Linked DNA regions of Rattus norvegicus: all the other regions are linked to region 2. A link is a contact called in public Hi-C data. All regions are on one chromosome and are shown on one strand. Each heading gives the region's core, a stretch centred on a gene start, on an enhancer-like site or on the middle of the called end of the contact. The rest is flanking DNA. Distances are from core to core; before and after follow the strand shown.

Evidence for each region. A called contact is a pair of places that touch in the nucleus more often than the background predicts.
Region 1: a Hi-C map of the A7r5 cell line shows a contact between it and region 2, with 4 times the contacts expected there. The contact joins two enhancer-like sites. A contact is called at or near these places in 4 of 12 Hi-C or Micro-C datasets (the A7r5 cell line, Schwann cells, kidney and 1 more).
Region 3: a Hi-C map of the A7r5 cell line shows a contact between it and region 2, with 4 times the contacts expected there. The contact joins two enhancer-like sites. A contact is called at or near these places in 3 of 12 Hi-C or Micro-C datasets (the A7r5 cell line, the Rat2 cell line and Schwann cells).

Annotation. Positions count from the first base shown.
Region 1 is chr7:57,968,970-57,972,556 of GRCr8, reverse strand. The region is part of intron 1 of LOC108351467 (a long non-coding RNA gene); the gene reads left to right. Among named protein-coding and RNA genes, the nearest start is that of Hmga2, 90 kb to the right of the region's middle. Within about 2 kb of position 1,431, at least 2 of the 93 cell types and tissues checked have an H3K27ac peak or open chromatin away from gene starts, as enhancers often do. A contact at or near this core is called in the A7r5 cell line, where this site is marked.
Region 2 is chr7:58,099,366-58,103,168 of GRCr8, reverse strand. No RefSeq gene overlaps it. Among named protein-coding and RNA genes, the nearest start is that of Msrb3, 210 kb to the left of the region's middle. Within about 2 kb of position 2,443, at least 4 of the 93 cell types and tissues checked have an H3K27ac peak or open chromatin away from gene starts, as enhancers often do. A contact at or near this core is called in the A7r5 cell line, where this site is marked.
Region 3 is chr7:57,866,057-57,870,021 of GRCr8, reverse strand. It overlaps Hmga2 (high mobility group AT-hook 2), which reads left to right. Exons shown (of 5, transcript NM_032070.2): 3 at 3,158-3,208. It overlaps LOC120093614 (a long non-coding RNA gene), which reads right to left. Exons shown (of 3, transcript XR_005487003.2): 2 at 2,968-3,146. Among named protein-coding and RNA genes, the nearest start is that of Hmga2, 12 kb to the left of the region's middle. Within about 2 kb of position 1,456, at least 1 of the 93 cell types and tissues checked has an H3K27ac peak or open chromatin away from gene starts, as enhancers often do. A contact at or near this core is called in the A7r5 cell line, where this site is marked.

The DNA.
Region 1 (3,587 bases), core at 182-2,681, 130 kb after region 2:
CTGGACGGAGACTTGGGTTTCATTTTTTATCTCTAGTGACGGACAGAATCTGACACAGTTCTAAGAGTATTGGAGGAGACTGTTAAGATCACCATGTTGACTGGGAGTTTGTTTCCTTAAATATCTCAAGGTGCCTGCGTTGTTTGGCTGGCAAATGGTTGTCTTGATTTCTAAGTGGAGTTGATTTTCATCAGTAAGGAAAGATGCTCATTTCCCCCAGATGAAACAGATGAGGATGCAGAGTCCTGCTAAGACCTCCCCAAACCGCCTCTCACCTCTCCAGACACATGCTCTCCTCCTGGTACTGGGACCACTCAGCATCTTAACGGCATTTGCCTACAGTGACTCACTTCTCAGGGATTTGCAGGACGTCATGTGGTAAACAAAGATGCACACGGAAAGGACATGCTAAGTGACCTCAATTCCTTGCGTCTGGTCCACATCTTGTTATGCTTCTTTGATTAGCTGATAAGTCTCCCAGATGAAGCAAAAAAAAAAACTTTTTTTTTTTGAAAACTAAAAGGTCTCATTCTAGGGCAGGACTCACTGCATTCTGAATGAAGGTGGGGTTAATCAAGGGAAAAGGTAGGCTTCCTTTCAAATCGATGTGCTTTTAGGTGGAATCGATAAACTAAGAACTAAAAGGTACCAGTTATGTTTTTTTCAGCATGTTTCTGTATCTTAGATCCCCCACCCCCAGTGAGGCAATTCCTAAAGCTAGAGCTTTGTTCATTTGTCTGGTCAGGGTTTTTTTTTCCTCCTAAATATTTTTTCTATATAATCCCTCTCCTAGAAAAGCTTTCCATGGAGTTCTAAAAAGAAATATATATATATATATATATATATATATATATATGTAATTTGTAGAAAAATATATTTGTAGAAAAATATATTTGTAGAAAAATATATGAGAGAGAGAGAGAGAGAGAGAGAGAGAGAGAGAGAGAGAGAGAGAGAGCGCAAGTTTTATAAAAGATCTGATCACACTTTGAACTCATGGCTACTTCTTGAAACCATTCTGCCATCCCCCATTTCCTATCTTATGCTCTTACCCTCAGATGAGTGGCTTTGTTTTTCCTAGATATGCAGGAATGTAAAATGATAAACTTCCAAGGGAGGGGGAGGGGAGGTAGAGAGAGAGAGAGAGAGAGAGAGAGAGAGAGAGAGAGAGGGAGAGGCAACACCAGAGAGCCAGTTCCTGAAACAGGAGATGAAGCCCCTTCTCTTTTCCCATATTTTAGTAAGGTTTTGGTTTCGAAGCATTTGCACCCTTAATTTTGGAACTCATTATTTCAAACTCCAATAATCCTAAGAATGAAAACTGAAACTTCAGGATTTTTTATGGTTTTTAACTTGATCCTTCCCTTCACCTCCAAAAGGGCAAGAATGTGCCCCCAAGTAAGCCACAGTTATGGAAAAGCTTGATAAAAATGGTGACTGGTTTGTGTAGGCAGCAGTGGCCAGGGTGGCACGACCTCTCCTGCCTTCAAGTTTTATTGTATGAAATGTCCATGCCACCCCCTGGAAAAGCCGGCCTCGGTTTTCTAAGGCTCTTTTCATTTATCTTTCAGTCAAAAGGAGGGAAGTAATTTGCAAGGAGTTCAGGGTTGTGATAATGTACAGGGCTCATGCCTGAGAGAGAGTTCAGAACTACAAGGGGAAGCATTCATGGTTCTCCTCTGTAGGAGTGCAGAGGAAGCGGAGATTTACGAGGAGAGAGGGAGAGAGAGAGAGAGAGAGAGAGAGAGAGAGAGAGAGAGAGAGAGAGAGAAACTGTGCTTGCTTCCATAGCGACATGCAAGAGGGAATTAAAAATATGCACAGTGTTGTAAAAAAAATAAGTAAATAAAAATTTATATATATATATTATATATGGGAAGGTGAAGATAGTTGGGATAAAATGAATCAAACAACAAATCTTAATATAGATTGAAAATGAGAGACAATTAAGCAACCCTCCTTTGAGGGGGAACAGAATATTCTAAAGCAGAAAAGCGCAGAAATCGACGTGTGGGGTTGATGTGGCAGAAGCTGGGCTCATCTTGGAAATTTGGGGAAGATTGAATTTGTGATGTGCACACGCGCCTCAAACTCTTGCATTTAACCAAACAGCATGGAGGCCGTTGACAGGATGGTCCTTTGTTGTCTGCCCCACACTATGTATTACACCTTTCCCCAGAAACCCTGTGAGGCTCATCTGCTTTGAGCATCTCTTTCCTTCCATTCAGGTTTGCCTCCTCTCTGCTCCTCAGATGTCCGTTCTGCTTCTTACCTCAGGCTTCCTGTCACGCATGGCTCCAGATAGAGCACTATGGAAAAGGGGAGTGAGGAAATAGAAACGTCTGCTGACAGGAGGGAAAGCAAAGATGAAAGCCATTGTGTGCCCCTGCAGCAGAGGGAAGAAAGCCAAAGACTAGGAATGGTTAGGGACGTGAGCTTTTCAGAGGGAAGGTGGGAGAAGAGGAGGAACCCTCTGCCTATCATCAGGACTATGCTCAAAGTCCTGCCTCAGATTACAAGCCCAGGTTTTGATGGCCACACTCACCTCTAGATATGCTTGTGTGATAACCACGTCACTCACCAGGATGGTGAAGCCGGCCTCCTGCTCTTCTACGGGCCACGCTGTGACTTTTATGGCCATTCGTATTTCTTCTTCCTTTCACATGAGCAGCCTAACTCAGACCCTGGAGTCCAGGGAGACTGACAATGGGGTTGTGTAGATACAACCTTTCTGAGGCTCCCTGCCTGCTTCCAGAATATGGCACCTGGTTTCAGAAGGCTGGCCATATTCTTTTGCAATGTCTTCCAGGGACATGATTAGTATCTGATCTCCGGGCATGACGGTCATCAGCACAGCCATCGCTGTCAAAGGAGATGGCTGATGAATTTCAAAGTTACCCTGAAGTTGAAACTCTGACATCTTTAAGATGTCCGATATTTTGTTTGCCCCGTTGAGTTCATAAACGTGGGTCAGAAAAGCTCACAAGACAGCCCAGGACACCACCTGAGCTCTGAACTCTAGGGGATTAGAATGACTGGCAGTCATCAGCCAGCACCATCCCGTGGTGGTCCAAACACTCAAACACCATTGCTCCAACTGGTATCGAACAACGAAAATACACTCACCTCTCTGTCTAAGAACTCTCATGCTTTGGGAGAATGTGTCTTGATTTACGTAACTTTTAGAACTATGATTTGTGGATCCTCGTGATTCACTGAGTCTAAGTTGTGTCCCTGTGGACATTCAGTAGGGAGCCTGCTGTTCATGTCTAACATCCAACCAACATCTTAAGTATACTAAGCCAAGGCAGTTCCCCCAGACTGTATCCACTCAACTTCTCAAAAGCAAATATAAAAGCATACATAGAAAAGGCAAGTGTGGGGATTTAGGAAGTGGCTCAGTGGGTAAGGCTGCTTGCTGTGTAAGCTCGAGGATCTGAGTTCAAATCCCCCACACTAACTCACATAAAAATCCAGGCATGAGTATGCATTTCTAGAGCCTCAGTATTGGTGAAAACTGATTTCTGGAAGTTCACTGTTTTTAAGGCAGAACCATAGAAAAGACATCCAGCAGCTCCCCCATACAC
Region 2 (3,803 bases), core at 1,194-3,693:
GCAAGGCCTTCTGTTTCTGTATGGGCTTTTCCCCTGTGGAATGGCATTTCATCAGAACAAAGATGGAGTATAAGTGGTAGATCTCTGCCTACTAGTGAGATATCTCTTCTGTGTTTGGTGACAAAACCACATTCCAAACACCATTTTTTGGAAAATTATTCCTCAGTCTTCACCACTGGGCCCCGTGCATTTTTAGATCGGTGACACTAGTGTTTGGTTTCCACGCACTCAGAAATAGGAACTCTTTGTGGGTTGATGCTATTCTCAGCATGAGATTGCATTGTTTTAGCTTTTTTTATAACTCTCTCGGTGCCTGGGTCTCCTCCCCTGCAAAGTAAAGATGGCCCTCTAGAACTGCTGGGGGTGAGCATGCGCCATGCGCAACACTGCTTGGCAAAGAGCGAGTGCTCGGTAAACCAGAGTCACGACCGTCATCTTTACAACCTTTTTCAAAAGTTCACAGCAAGACCAGCCTCCCAGGAGTCAGGACATACAAAGAAAACAACTTACTTTAAATCGTGAGTGCGGGATGTGTGTTCTTGGGAGTGCCCGAGTTACAGGCAGTTATGAGCTGCGGGAAGTGTGGGCCGGGAACCAAACTGGAGTCCTGGGAAGATCGCTGTTGTGTGCAAAATGGCTGAGGCACCTCTGTAGCCCAGGAACTCGAGTTTTCAAGAAGCTGCATGGGATTCCATGTACAGGGAAGACTGAGTACTGCTACTGGAGCACTGTGAGGAAAGGGTTCCTAGGCCTCCTGTTTTCCACCCGGTCACTCAGTCTGGAGGTGGTTGGGAGCCTAGGGAGTACAGATGCTAAGGTGAGAAACCGAAGCTTGGAAAAGTAAGTCAGCTAGGGTATCTCCGTGCCTTTGGCTAAAACTCGGACGTTTATGAGTACTAGCTGATGTGTGGCTTTCAGGGTATCCACCCGTTACTGCCTGTCTACACGTGAGACCAAATGGTAAACAAACAAACAAACAAAACAAAAAACAAAAAAACAAAAAACCCACTAAAAACAAAAAACAAAAAAACAAAACAAACAAACAAACAAAAAACCTGACCCAAGAACTAGAAATCTCAAATGCTTCATATTGGCTCACGCCTGTAATCCTAGGGCCTAGGAGACTGAGGCAGGTGGATGGTCACACAGGTTCAAGGTCAGCCTGAGCTTCACAATGAGATCCAGACTAGACTAGCATATCACAAACAAACAGTGAAGACATTATCACAAACAGATGAGCAAGGAAAAAAATCAAAACAGAACAAGACAAACAAACCAAGTTGGAATCTGTGCCTTGGCCATTAGCCTGGCCCCATGTTGGAGACAGGACACAGAAGCTGACCAGAGGTCACAACAAAGGCCGGAAGACTGGACAATATCCATGCGCCTTTCCAAAGCTTTCCAACCTCTCTGAAGAGGCAAGCGATGATCACGGCAGATTGTGAACCGATTGTTTCATGAATCAACAGCTCGTCCTGTTGCCTCATCGCCCCACCCCCCTTTCGGGTTGGTGGTCTTTGCTTACATAAGCTGTAAAGCTTGCTGGAAGAGTCATGAAAACTTAATGTTGGTCTTTTGGCATTTATAATACATACTTATTACTTCAGTTTGCAAACGGTGCCCATGTTAACTAAGCATCTCCTAACACGTGAGGGTATCTGCCTTGTTTGTTTTGCTACTTACTTTACAAATGGATCCAACATGGACTCGGAACAAACCTGGAGATTAGGGACTGTCACTACCGAGTGTTTTTCCAGGGTCCTGACACCATGGCAACGGGGAAAGACCTTCTTTTGTTTAAAACAAAACAACACAAAACAAAACAAAACCTCAACAACAACAACAAACTGAACGTGATGGAAAACAATATGATATTTAGGCCATAGAAAAAACAAACTTGATTTTCAGCAAGATAATTTAATAATGTTTTCTTTGGGAAAGGTGTAGACTGCAGTTATCTGTTCTCTGCCACCACAGGCATTGGGGAAATCTAGGACTATACCTGCCCATGGTGAACCAAGACTGGAACCTGGAGGATGTAAGGCTGGCACAGAACCTGAGGCATGATTCCCGGATGAGAGTTTACATTCTTTACGAGAATGTGGTGTAAAAATCAAATCAATTGGAATTAGACTCGTTTATGTTTCTAGAAGCAACATTTTCTCCCCGTATCAAAACGTTGAAACGCCTGAGAAAATAGAAGTGTCTTTGTGGCTATGAACTTGAAATGAATGGTGGCGATTTTGAGATACACGAGACATTCCTTCATCTTTCTCATTCCCATAAGGTAGCTAACTTGGTAAGTTGACCTGTGAACCGTTAGGGACGTGTTCATAGACTTGCTGGGGCCTTAGGATCTGCATCAGCAGGGCACACTTCCCTAATGGAGTGTGGCTCTGTGGCCTCCACGGTGTTTAACTCCAGAGCGATATAACTCGGGCCCAGCAGATGGCGTCTGGCATCTGGCTGGTGGAGTGCATGCATGTGGGGTAGGAAGCCAACTTTTCTCAACCACAGGACTCCTAAGTTCCTTTAGGAGTAATTGTGTAACAGTTTGCTACGTTTTGTTTTCTTGTGTGTATGAGGTGTGTGCATCTGTTCAAGTGCATGTGCAGGCCAGAGGATGGCATCAAAATGTCTTCCTCAACCTCTTCTTCACCTTAAAAAAATTGATATAATTTCCAGACATTTATATGCTACATCCTGCTTAGGCTTCCTGCCACATTTCATGTCTTCCCCTTACTCCTGACCGTCATCCCACGTCCCGATACACTTTCACATTTGTTTACTTTTATGTCTTGTTTTGCTTTGATGACCCACTGGGTTTAACCAGGGCCATTTGTATAGGTGTGGATGTGAAGCCATCTGCCACCAGAGCATGGATGACTCAGACTATTGAAGGCAAGGCTTTCTGCCCTCTGGAAACGTGTAGTTCTAACTGTTAGATATCGTGCTTGACAACCCAGCTCTTGATGCCTGTGCTGTCTAGCCCACCTGTGATGCAGCAAACTCCATTTTATTGATTTCCTCAATGGGAAACATGGAAGACCTTCCCTTCTTCTCCAGGACCTGTCTGGGGCACCTCAAAAAACTTGTGTGATGCTATGAAGCAGAATCATAGGGCAGGGCAAGAATAGGTCCTGGGAAAGGAAGAGTGCCATCCCTTCTAGACCCAGAGCAGATGTAGCACGTACTACCCTCTACTTTGTGTCTCCCCGGGAGCTCACAATCAAACTTCCTGGAACCAGGGCAGAGCTCCCTGGAATACTTGCTGTGGGGTTATAGTAAAACATGCTAAAAGACATCTCTTAGAGCTTTGGAAATACATTGTCTCCACACATAATGAAGGAGAACTTTACTTCATTGTCTTGCTGTGATCCCAGCCCCTTGGCCATGACTGTCTTGAAGACTAGGTCTGTGGGTCTAGACTTTCTGGATAGAATAATAGACTTCCAGACATAGAGTAGAAGCTGCCATTCTGGAAACATTTGCAGTGCATTTTCTCTGCTTGTCACTTTAAGCCTCTCCTTCCTTTGGCAGAACTTTCCAGCCCTTCTTCCTTGAAGCTCAAAGCAAACATGTCCACATGAAGCTTGTATTTGGTGCCAGCATCCTCAGGCTACTCTACCTATGATCTGGGCTGGGTTCCTAAAACCTGGCCTCAGCCTCCCTCTTCCCTCAGTCTTCCAATACGTTGCTGAGTTCCTAGCAAGTCTTGATAACCTCACCATGGATTCTATGGTTTGTAACAGCAGCAACAACAAAAACAGCACACACACACACACACACACACACACACACAC
Region 3 (3,965 bases), core at 207-2,706, 230 kb after region 2:
AAACGTTTGCCTTTACAGTATTGTATATGTTGCTGATGCTTTAAAACAAGTGCCCTCCGTGTTTTGTTTGCCTTCTTTGAAAGAGAGTGTCCCAGTGAGCATTAAAGACACATACACAAGCCTGCTAAAGGCACAATTTCCCAGTATCTGAAAAGCCTGGAGCTAATCTGGTTTACAAACTAAAACCCCCAGCTTGTTTTGCAGCCTTTGTGGAGTTGGATCAGAATGTTTCTGTAATGTGGGTTTTAAAGAACAAGCAAGCCTCCCAGATCGGGGCCACACAGAGCAGTGGCATGTTTCTCCTAGATGTCATCTCTGAAGAGGGTTTCAGGTTACATGGGACACCAGCCTCTAAGACCAGGGGAGCAAGCTTACTTTTAACAAGTCAGAACGATAATCGTGATCTTGCGCCCTTGCGTTAATGGTAAGAATTTTATTTCTCAATGGGCTTTTTTGTAAATGGGACAATGGTTTAAAACTTATCTTATTTGCCAGGCTCCCTCTCCCCCCTCTTTCTTTGAGAGATCTGTTTTCTTGGAGTTTAAAATGTAGGGATATCCTTTTTTAAAAAACTCCTTGAGTAGATTTCAGATACAGCTAGGTCACATCACTAGCCCCTAGGATGTAAGAATTAAACAGAAATACCTGATAAAGCCCCGTTACCTTTAAGGTTAATAGCAGTCTTCCTCCATTCCATGGACCACCCAGTTCCCATGAGAAAGGCTTCCTGTGTTTCATGTTCCTGTAATTCACTCCTGGGTAAACTATGAACTCTAAGCTGCTTCCAAAGATGAGCTCAAATGAGGCTCTCTCCCAGAGGACTGTGAGCCTTTACAAGTCCCTGCATACAGTCAGGCATTTCTTCAAAGTTTTCTTCTAGAGGAGACAAGTCAGGTATACTGGAATCATTTTGCCTTGTTTTGACTGCTTGTGGGATTGGACCAACTTGAAGGAAACCTTTGCCTTAAATCTTCTCTCTGATAGCTATGAAAAGACATTGAGCATCTTGTTTGGGGTAGGCACTTCCAGGTACCTTGATGTACCCCTCAAAGCTAAAGTTACCTGTACTTTGCTGAGGAAATCCAATTAAGGTTTTTAGGGACAGGTCATAAAGTTAGGATGTCAGAGAAAGGTTTTGGACCTAAGTTTTATAAAGTGCGAACCTTCATCCATGCAGGGGACAATTTGGGAAGATTGTGGTTTTCTGGGTGTCCCCAGCTTTCACTGACCTTAAAAATCCATGCTCTCATGACTAAAGGGGAGACAGTGCTCTAACTGAGGCATCCTTGGTTGACCCTGAACAAAGCCAGAAGCAATTAGCAACCTCAAATCTTATAGTTAGCTAAAGATCCTAAAAGTACTGAAATTTCTGTTAGCTTTCAGAAATAAGCTAAGTCAGTGGCTCTGGTAACAGAGCCCTCTCAAGCACTGGGAGGAGGGTAGTAGCAGTCTTGAGAGTCAGACAGCTGGGTTCAAATTTCAGGGCCATCACTCACTGGCCGTTGTGTATGACCTAACATATCTAAGGGTTTAGTTGCGCATCTGCAAAGTGAAGTCATGATGTTGCTGCTACAAGGCTGCTATAAGGATTAAAGTAACACATGTACCTAACTTAAGCCAGAGTACTTTAAATGCTTAATTAAATCAGAGATGATGCTATAATCATATAAAGCTTGTGCTAATGATGAATCTGGATTAACCTGTGGCTAGATACCTATGCCAGCTACCTATATGCAGATTCTCTCTCTCTCTCTCTCTCTCTCTCTCCCTCTCCCTCTCCCTCTCCCTCTCCCTCTCCCTCCCCTCATCCCCCCTCCCCCCCTCCGTCCCCTCTTCTCTCTCTCTCATCATTTGTATTCATCTATTTTTATTTGGTAAGTTGAAGGGGAAGGAAGGTTTCATTTGTCACCACAAGGCTCTTAATATCACATTTTAGTATCACTGTATCAAGATCCACTAGCTCTTCACTCAGGTAGCAAAACTAAATTGCAAAACAAGTTGTCCTGATTCAGTCTGCCTCCATTGCGTTTGCGTTGAGGGGGTCTTGGGATGTTTCTTTTATACAACAGTGTGTTCTCCGCTCTTTCTTCAGAAAAGTATAAACCTGTGCTTCTTATAGAAGGTAGATGGTGTGTGCGTGTGTGTGTGTGTGTGTGTGTGTGTGTGTGTGTGTGTGTGCGTGTGTGTGCGTGTGTGTGTGTGTGTCTGGTTGTATTGATGTGCTTGGGGAATGGAATGAGGGTGACTAAGACTAGTTACTTTATGAATGTTAATATTGGAATAAAGTAGAAATAAATAACTAATATCAGAAAAAATCTATGCAGTTTAGTCATGAAGCAAACTTAAGAGGAAGTGGATTCGTGTCAAATTCATGTTGAGTGTGGGATTATTGTTAATAATGCCAATCTTTAATTCGTTATTTTTCTGCAGCCATGGTTTAAATCTCTGACACATATCAGTGCTTTTCGTTGGTGTTTTTTTCATCCTCTCTCTCTCTCTCTCTCTCCCTCCCTCCATTACTCTTCCTACTTTAAGCTGAATGATTGACAGGTGGTTGAGAGCATAGGACAGGAAATTAATCATTCAGAAGTTGTCGGCTATTTATTGTTTCATATTAAAGCATTTATAAATTATTTCCTACACTCAGACTTGCTTCCCATCGCTTCTTGACCCTTTGGCTAAGACGAAGTATGGATTTGCTTTCCGTAGAATGCAGAGAGAACTGCTGGATGGTTTAAAATGAACATGTCAGCATTAATTTTTCTAACTGGTTTCAAAAGGAGAGTCTTGACCACTGAAGGAACATTCATTCTGTAAAATGTTAATTTGCATAAATTACAGGATGTGGGAATATTTCCTTTGTACAATCAGAAACAAAGGCGAAATGGATTTAACAAAAGCATCTTCATGAATTTCTGAGGGGGTCACTCCACAGGAGTCTTTCATGGTGAGGGGTTGCATAGATACCTCTTTATAGCAGCAAATAGTGAAGAAGCAGCAGCCGCTGAAGATCACAAAAGACGAAAAGACACATTCTTGATACCTCATCTTCAGTCCAGAACATTCTAACTGGAAAAGTATTCCTCTGTTCAGCGCTTGCAAATACTGCCAGGCAGGAGACTACATGGTTCCTTTTTTTCTCCCCCCTGTTTTGCAGAAAGCAGAGACCATTGGAGAAAAACGGCCAAGAGGCAGACCCAGGAAATGGGTGAGTAAGGAGTTCCCATGCTTAAAGGGAAGAGAGTGGTTTTATTTTCTCTATGGATGGTGTGAATTGCTAACTTCTGACTTGATGAAGCCTTGGAAGACCAAGGCCCAGGACCTATGATTAACTCCTTACCATTTGTCCCCAAGAATTTACAGCTTGTTTTCCCTGGAGGTGACTCCTTCCTTCTTTCTCTTTCCATATCAAAGGAGTCTTCCCTCTCCCTCCAAGAGTAACAAAGAGACGGTTTGTTTATGGGTTTGGGTAACTAGAGTTTAAGGTATTATGAACCTTCAGAAGTTGCCTACAGTGCTGATAACATTCAGAGGAAACATGTATGAGGTCATTTTTCAAAACTCCTTCTCTCTGTTTCCTCTCTGGCACTTCTTTTCGACTGGTCTTATTCCCTAGGTGGTCTGCGTGTTCTTGAGCACATTGGCGACTACAGGAAACAGGTGTAATTTCCAGTGTCCCGGCAAACCTTAATTATCATCCTACATAGGGACAAGAGAGGCCCTGGTGCCAGGCCCCTTACCCACCTTCTCCTGGAATCTCTCTCCCACTGGCGTCTCCAAGGCAAAGGAGGCTGTTTCTCAAGAAGGTGGCTGGCTCATCTGGCCCCAGCCAGTCTGCCTTGCTCCTTTGCTCCCCTCCCCCAGAGTGTTTCTCCCGTCTGTGCCTGCCCTCTCTGACTAGTAATGTCCCTTCCTGCTCTTCTGGGCTGTGTTTTCCCTTGTTAGTTTGCCGGTCCTTAAGCCCC